Regions from separate parts of the Gossypium hirsutum genome. Here region 2 is linked to region 1. Evidence: chromatin contacts called from public Hi-C data. All regions are on one chromosome and are shown on one strand. The core of a region is the stretch at or near the end of the contact, and the rest is flanking DNA. Distances in the headings are between cores, read along the strand shown.

Region 1 (3,561 bases), core at 570-3,069:
CTAGCTGGATCAACGGGATCAGAATCCCTAACATTAATTTGACTTTCATCCCATAAATCATGGAAAGCCTTAAAGCGGGATCCCTACGAAACCGACTCTTTCCTTCCTTCCCGGCGAGCCACTAGTTTTCGTCTAGGTCTACTATTCTAGCGATCGACTACGATCTGAGGCCCAAACATGTCCAACTCTTTCTTATTTTTGGCCATAACCAGAGCTTCTTGGTTCCTTTGGTCTGCCATTTGTACAGTCCTCTTTATACTTCGTCCATCATGGCTAGGGACAAAAGAACAAGATTCTCTCAAGTGTTCAAAATGCCAACAAGAAAAACAAATATTAGGGATAGACTCATATTCTACACGCTGAAGTTGACCATCCACCTTAATTTTAGAAACCAAAGGCTTGTTAAGATCGAGAAGGATCGCCATATGAACGAATCGACTCCGATGCGTACTGCCCGTATTATCATCAAGTTTAATGACATGACCAATCGTCTCCCCCAATGCTCGTTAAGATACTCTTCCGATACAAAAAAACCGGGGATGCCCAGAAGGCGAATCGAAGCTACCACCACATTCGACGGATGAGGTTGACTAGTTGAGAAGAATTCAGACTAGGGTTGAACCGTTAAATGTTGCCCAAAAACAATCCACGGTCCTTTTGTGAGAGCCTGAATATAATCCATTTCCACTTGGAATTTCACCATGAAATAATCATTTTCCAAATCCAAAAATTTAACTGGAGTGGAAGGCTTCCAAAGGTGATAAATCTTATTAGAAAGAGCCTGGAAACCTATTTACCTTCCCAAAAGCTTAACCACAATCGTGCGAGATATACTCTGATATAAAATCTGATGAACCATTTCAGAAAATCGAATCGAAGGTAGTTCGTCTTCTATTCCAGTAGTCACATCTCCATTGAGTAACTGTAGATCATCATTATCTTGATCGTGCAAACTTTGTTTCGCATCCCTTGAAACCCCAAGCAACATGTCTTTGAAAGATAACCGTGAGTTAGATAGCTTATCAAATCCATTGGGATTTCCTTCCTCATCCACGACCAGAAAATGATCATCCTCCCCAGACCATTATTACGTATACAAACTTTCTTGGTAACTTTGTCCTCCAATGAAGTCAACTACAAAATTTTTTTTAATCAAATGATCTGATGACAAATCAATGGCGGCGGCGTAACTGCAAATCTACTGATTTTAGAGCTTATACTTAGTTCTCTATATATATTGTTTATAACCTTTTAATGGTTTAGTTCTTAAAAAAAAATTGTACTATCTAAAAGTTAATCAATGTAAATGATACTAATTCCTACTACCCTTATTTAAGTAATCAGCCAAGAAATTTGTTTTCTAAAATTAAACGTAACTTTATCGATTTGCCATAAATACCGAAAACTTTGAATTTACTTACAATTATATATTTGTTTTAGCTTATTACTTATAATTTTTTTATTAAATTTGTGCTTTTAAATATGTAACATTTAAATATAAAAAAAACTCTACAACATACATAATATCTCAAAATTTTATTATTTTATTTTTTGGCTTTTAAAATATTGTTTTGATACGTAATTTCGGCCCCCCACCCCCAAGAGGAGTTGCATGTTTCTAGTCTTAATTTGTGGCGTTTGATTTAGAAAAGTTATCATGTACATGCTGTCAACGAGGTTATCATTTTAAGATATATTGATTTATTACTTTTTCATTGGTATACCAAAAAAGAAATCATAGAGGGCAATAGGGGTTAAAGGTAGTTCAAAAGTAACATGATAAGAGCTTAATGTATTGACAAATAACATCAATTATTGCATTGGATTAATAGGGAAAATACATAGCTAATTTTATAGTATAATTATAGAGGAGAATGTACAGAAATGAAAGATGATGAAAAAGAGGGAGAGAAAGCAACGTCTTATGGCCCCATGGCGTGTCTTGGTTGCCCCATGATGTGAACTTCATGTTCCTCCTCTCCCTTACCTTGCTTCCCGGCCCCCCTATTTCTACTTGCCTGCCTTCCTTACCAACAAACATACACATCCATCTCAACGATATGTCCAGTGAGAGAGGGAAGGATATAGCCGAAGGATCATCCTTGATTGCCGATCACCACCAACCCCCAACACCTAGCCGATATGAGTCCCAGAAGAGAAGGGACTGGAATACTTTCGGTCAGTACTTGAAGAACCAGCGGCCTCCGGTTCCTCTTTCACAGTGCAATTCCAACCATGTCTTAGACTTCCTGCGATATCTGGATCAGTTCGGGAAGACCAAGGTTCACCTCCAAGGTTGCATGTTCTACGGACAGCCTGAACCACCTGCTCCTTGCACTTGCCCCCTTAGGCAAGCTTGGGGCAGCCTTGATGCTCTTATTGGGAGGCTTCGAGCTGCTTATGAAGAAAATGGAGGGTCACCTGAGTCCAACCCTTTTGCCACCGGTGCTATTCGAGTTTATCTAAGAGAGGTGAGGGAAAGTCAAGCAAAGGCAAGGGGGATCCCTTACAAGAAGCAAAAGAAAAAGCCCAAGCAAGACAAACCAAGCGATGAATCCAGCTCGACCCTCTTCTTCTCTTGATTCTTTTTCTTTCTTTTCGAATTTAGGGTTTAGAGTCTTATCCCTCACTCACTGCTCGCAGTGTTTCAATATATACATGGTATTTTTATTTTTGCTTCTCTATTTCCTTTAAGTACTAGTTTCACTTTGAATTAATGTTAGATCCAGCACTGCTATTGTTTTATTTAGTTATTTTCACTGCTATATTTTTCAATTTCATTAGATGAATCACTGCATGTAATTTCTGGAGTGAATGAACTGCTTTCTAAGATTATATATATATTTCATTACTTTGCAAGAAGACATCCTGAAGCCCACCGACTTCAAGAGACAAATCAAATAATTTGTTACCTATTTGGTGGTATACCAACTGCAATATTAATTAATCCTCAATACTATAAACAACCCAGATTCCCCACTCCAAATTTATACCTAATTTCAACCATCATAATATTAGTGACGTGAATCGGCATTTACAAAGACTCATTGAATTACTTTTTTCATTTTAAATCTTTTTTATCAATCATACTTCATTTAAATATCATATTAATCAACCATGAACCGCCCTTATTAACATTTTCCGTAGCTTATTTTTATTCATATTTCTTTTTAATAAGTATATATTTTTTGAATCCATGTCCTTTTCATTATTATAATAATATGTTAATTTAGTTAGGAATCAATCGAGTTACATTTTAAATAAACAGATGATAAATTATAAAATTTTTTACTTCAATAATATAAAATAAATAAATACCAGAATGGGATAATGACACTAATATTCTCGAATCTAGGCAAACTTTGCAGTAAATAACTGGTGTTGCCTGACCAATCGGCGGCACCCCTTTCCTCTTTAAAATAATTTATTTTTTTTGGGTGCAGCCTAACCAATCGATGGCACTTGTATTTCAAACTCAAAATACGTGTTTTTTTTTACATGTATAAGCATAAAAAGGAAAAAAAATATTTTTTATTAGTGCCGCCAACCTGTCACGCGATA
Region 2 (3,561 bases), core at 331-2,830, 220 kb before region 1:
TTTCTTTTCTTTATTTTATGTCTTAGATTATATATATCTGAGAGCTTAATTTCTGATGTTTGTTAGGTGGGATACAAAGTTGTAACTCCAGGACATCAAAACATTGGGAAGGGGGGACTACATATTTTATGCACTAGAAGCTCTCTGCTTATTTCATTGTGCTTTATATCATCTTATTATTTCATATGTTTCTAGGTGCGGGGCTATACTTTCAACATTAAATCAGGGGCTGTTGAATCTCTTGAGTTGGATTCTTTCGATCATTCATTCAAGTTCTGTAATTTCACTGTCATAATCAGATACGATTCCTGGTGAGCACTTAGGCATTGCTTGTTGAGGATGTGCTGGAGGTTATGGCTAATACAGTAATATCAGGCTAGAAAGCTTAATATATCCGTACAACTTTTCTACTGCTGGGACAATGTAGCTTCTGTTGTCTTTGACTAACTGAATCGGGTTGTCCATATATGTAGAGTATAAAAATCCCATATCCATATGATGACTATGTGTTTTGATCTATGAGTTGGTTGTTACTTGTTCTTCTTTTTGAGACCTTTAGAAATAACTACTCCTAAGTTGTAGGCATCGTGGGAAACGTCTAATGCTATTTGGTGTTTAATGCATTTGTGCATCCACGTTCTGATTTCTGAAAAAAGGAAAAAACAAAATTGTTGGCCCATGCAGGGATCGAACCTGCGACCTTCGCGTTATTAGCACGACGCTCTAACCAGCTGAGCTAATAGGCCAGTTGCTTCAATTTTTCAAATTACTATATATAACAGAATGAATTCTTGTCGTTATCAGATCCTACTATTATTCCATTCCCTCTGTTGGGCAGAGGCAGACAAATACATCTAATTAGGCGCTCTTTGTTTTTTATTGTTGCGCAGCAATTTATTTAAAATTCAGATTTCATTTCAAAAACAAATTCAAATTAGAGGTGAATATGAAAATAATTTCAAATCAAGGCATGGGTTCTGTCTAATTTCACCTTTCAAATAACTTATTTTACTTTTTAAAAATACTGAAGTAATAAAAATAGAAGTATATTTTATTGTACAAGACATAAAAGGGTGCCTTTGTTTTCTTGGGGATGTCTCTTGTATTGCTTATCAACCGAATACTTATTAGGTTAAGTGATAAAACAATTAATATATAAAATTTTAAGTTTCAGTATTGTAAATTAGAAGAAGAAAAAAGGTTTATTAGGTTACTTTGATACCAATATAGAGCCTCTTACCATTTGTTTTAATGGAGAATTTTTTTGGGGGTGAGCGGATTTACAAATTTATAGATGTGGAATGTTTCTGTTTTAAAAGCTGAAAATTTTAGTTAAAAAATTTGAAGATCAAATTAATAGAATTTATAAATCTGGAAGGTTAAGTCTATTGAATTATTTAGAATTAGGATCAAATAAAATATGTAAGTATTAAGAGTTAAATGTGTTATTATACTAATTAGAAAAATAATTTTCATTATCAATTTAACGATGAGTGACCAAAACAAGAACGAAATCAAACATTAATACTTAAATTGAAAATTTTTAAAGTTAAAAGCAACCAGACATAATTTGTATACCATTGGTAAAGTTTACCAATTAATTATATTTGTAAATAAAGTAATAGCCGTTAGCGCCTGCTTCTATTCAAATTCAAACCCTCCTTGTTTTTATCTGTCTCCTCTCCCTTTCCTTTTCTCACCACTCCCATAGTCCCATTTGCTGCTTTCATTTTTTCGTAAAACAAAATCCCTAATCTCTACGAATGGCGACGCCTGAGATTCATGTCAGCGCACGTAAACCTCTCCAGCCAAAGAATACAGCTGCCGCCGATGTCAATTTCGTGGTGGTGATGAAGGAAGGCTCAAAGACTAAGCAAGTCAAGTCAAAGCCCAAGCAAGAGCACCGCCTGGACGATGTTTCAAACAAGGAGAACCTGAACCACCATCATCATCCCGTGACCGTTTACGCTACACCCACGAATAAGAAGAAGGTGGAGGCGGCGTTGGATTTAGATTCGTCGTTGGCGGAGGAGCTCAGTGCCATGAGGAAGAGACTGGAGCGGTTGAGGTTGGATAAGGAGAAGACGGAGAAGATGTTGAAAGAGAGGGAAGCTGTCTTGGATTCACAACTGAAGGAGATGGAGGACAGAGGTCAATTTCAGAAACAGCTCGAAATCGAGGTTGATAGATTGTTCAGATTAAAGGAGCTCAAATCTTATTGCATGGTAACTAGTTAAACCAAGGCAGCCTTAAAGAAATTAACAAAACAAGTAGTTCTCTTTTTTTCTTTTCCTTGCAAATTCATGGTTTGATTTTGAAACAGAGGATATCTCCAATAAAGTCACTGAGGGAGAGACAACAGGGTGGCAGGAAGAACAATGAAGTGCAATCACCGGTAAGTTGTTTTGAATTTGATTAAAACTAGCAATTGAACAGAGTAAACGATAAACATGAAACCCAGAATGTGATATCTTTCAATCTTCTTTTTCAGGATATAAAAGCTGCTGCAGAATGGGAGGCAGAATCCATGGATGAAAACACATTGCAGAGCCCAACTCCATCAGATTCATCTGAGTTTGTTGAAGAGAATAATAATGATTAATCATGTCCTTCCAAACCAAATCAAAGCTATCTCAGCTGTATGGTTTTGCTTTTTGCTTTTCATCACTTCTTTTTATTTGTCATTTTGAAAGGAAATACTATAATGTAAACTAATATTATTGATGGGAATTCAAATTCAGAGGCGCTCCTCTTTGAGTTTGACTTAAAGATTGTGCTTTTTAGCCTTTTTTTTTTCTTTTGGTTAGGGCTCCACAATCCACAGCCATTCCTGGTAATAAAGCCACATAAACAAACAACTTGCCAAAGCGGAAGAAAATGATACCAAAACCCTTTGGGGTATAAAAACAACCACAAATAAGAGCCTCCATTTACAACATTGTTGTTGGTACGATAAGAAATTAAGTAGGCCTAATTCTACAACTACCATTCTCCATACCCTTTAGAAACAAATAAAAACTACAGGAGTTGTTTTGATAAAAGAAAAAGAACAAGCATTAGCTACTTAACATGAAATGAATGCCTCATGCCATCCAAGCTCATCTTTCCACCAGTTGAGCCTCGGTTTTCAAGATGAGTGGGAGATGGAAGCACCTAAGTTGTGGAACAGCTGAGTTATGGTTTTTGCACAATCATCCCTCAAAGTTATCCCTATCAAAGTCCCAATAGCAGAAAAATATGAATGAAAGATGAATTCTAAAGTTAATGACCACAAACTCCTCATAAACAGACTGAAGCAACCAAGATGATCAACACTACATCTCTGGATTTCACTAACAGAATTTCCAATGGTTGTTGCAGTTGACACACGTAACATAGGTTGTCATAGGTTCATCTGCACTCCTTGTCTGCATTTGATAGTAAGTGGTCTTGCGTTGACCACAACGACCGCACTTAAATTGATCTGTCGTGGCCTTTGGCGCAACACCTCGCTCGCAATCAAATAAAGCTTTTTCTTTAATTTCATTAATTTCACGTTGCCTTTGTTCACTTGCCATTTCC

What was found. Hi-C and Micro-C count contacts between places; a contact is called where the count stands out from the background.
Region 2: a contact with region 1 is called in a Hi-C map of leaf, with 2.6 times the contacts expected there. The contact joins the promoter of LOC107914502 here to the promoter of LOC107914954 in region 1. A contact is called at or near these places in 10 of 34 Hi-C or Micro-C datasets (callus, leaf and petal).

What each region holds. Positions count from the first base shown.
Region 1 is chrD10:18,217,739-18,221,299 of Gossypium_hirsutum_v2.1, reverse strand. LOC107914954 (protein LIGHT-DEPENDENT SHORT HYPOCOTYLS 10) reads left to right here and starts at 1,819. Exons shown (of 1, transcript XM_016844025.2): 1 at 1,819-2,823. The coding sequence starts at 1,968. The coding sequence ends at 2,582.
Region 2 is chrD10:18,438,440-18,442,000 of Gossypium_hirsutum_v2.1, reverse strand. It overlaps LOC107914502 (high mobility group B protein 6), which reads left to right and starts at 1,580. Exons shown (of 3, transcript XM_016843435.2): 1 at 1,580-2,225; 2 at 2,324-2,395; 3 at 2,492-2,769. The coding sequence starts at 1,764. The coding sequence ends at 2,602. It overlaps TRNAI-AAU (transfer RNA isoleucine (anticodon AAU)), which reads right to left and starts at 746; the gene lies at 673-746. LOC107916138 (a long non-coding RNA gene) reads left to right here. Exons shown (of 4, transcript XR_005919221.1): 4 at 196-596. LOC107914501 (transcription elongation factor TFIIS) reads right to left here. Exons shown (of 3, transcript XM_016843434.2): 3 at 2,879-3,561. The coding sequence ends at 3,333.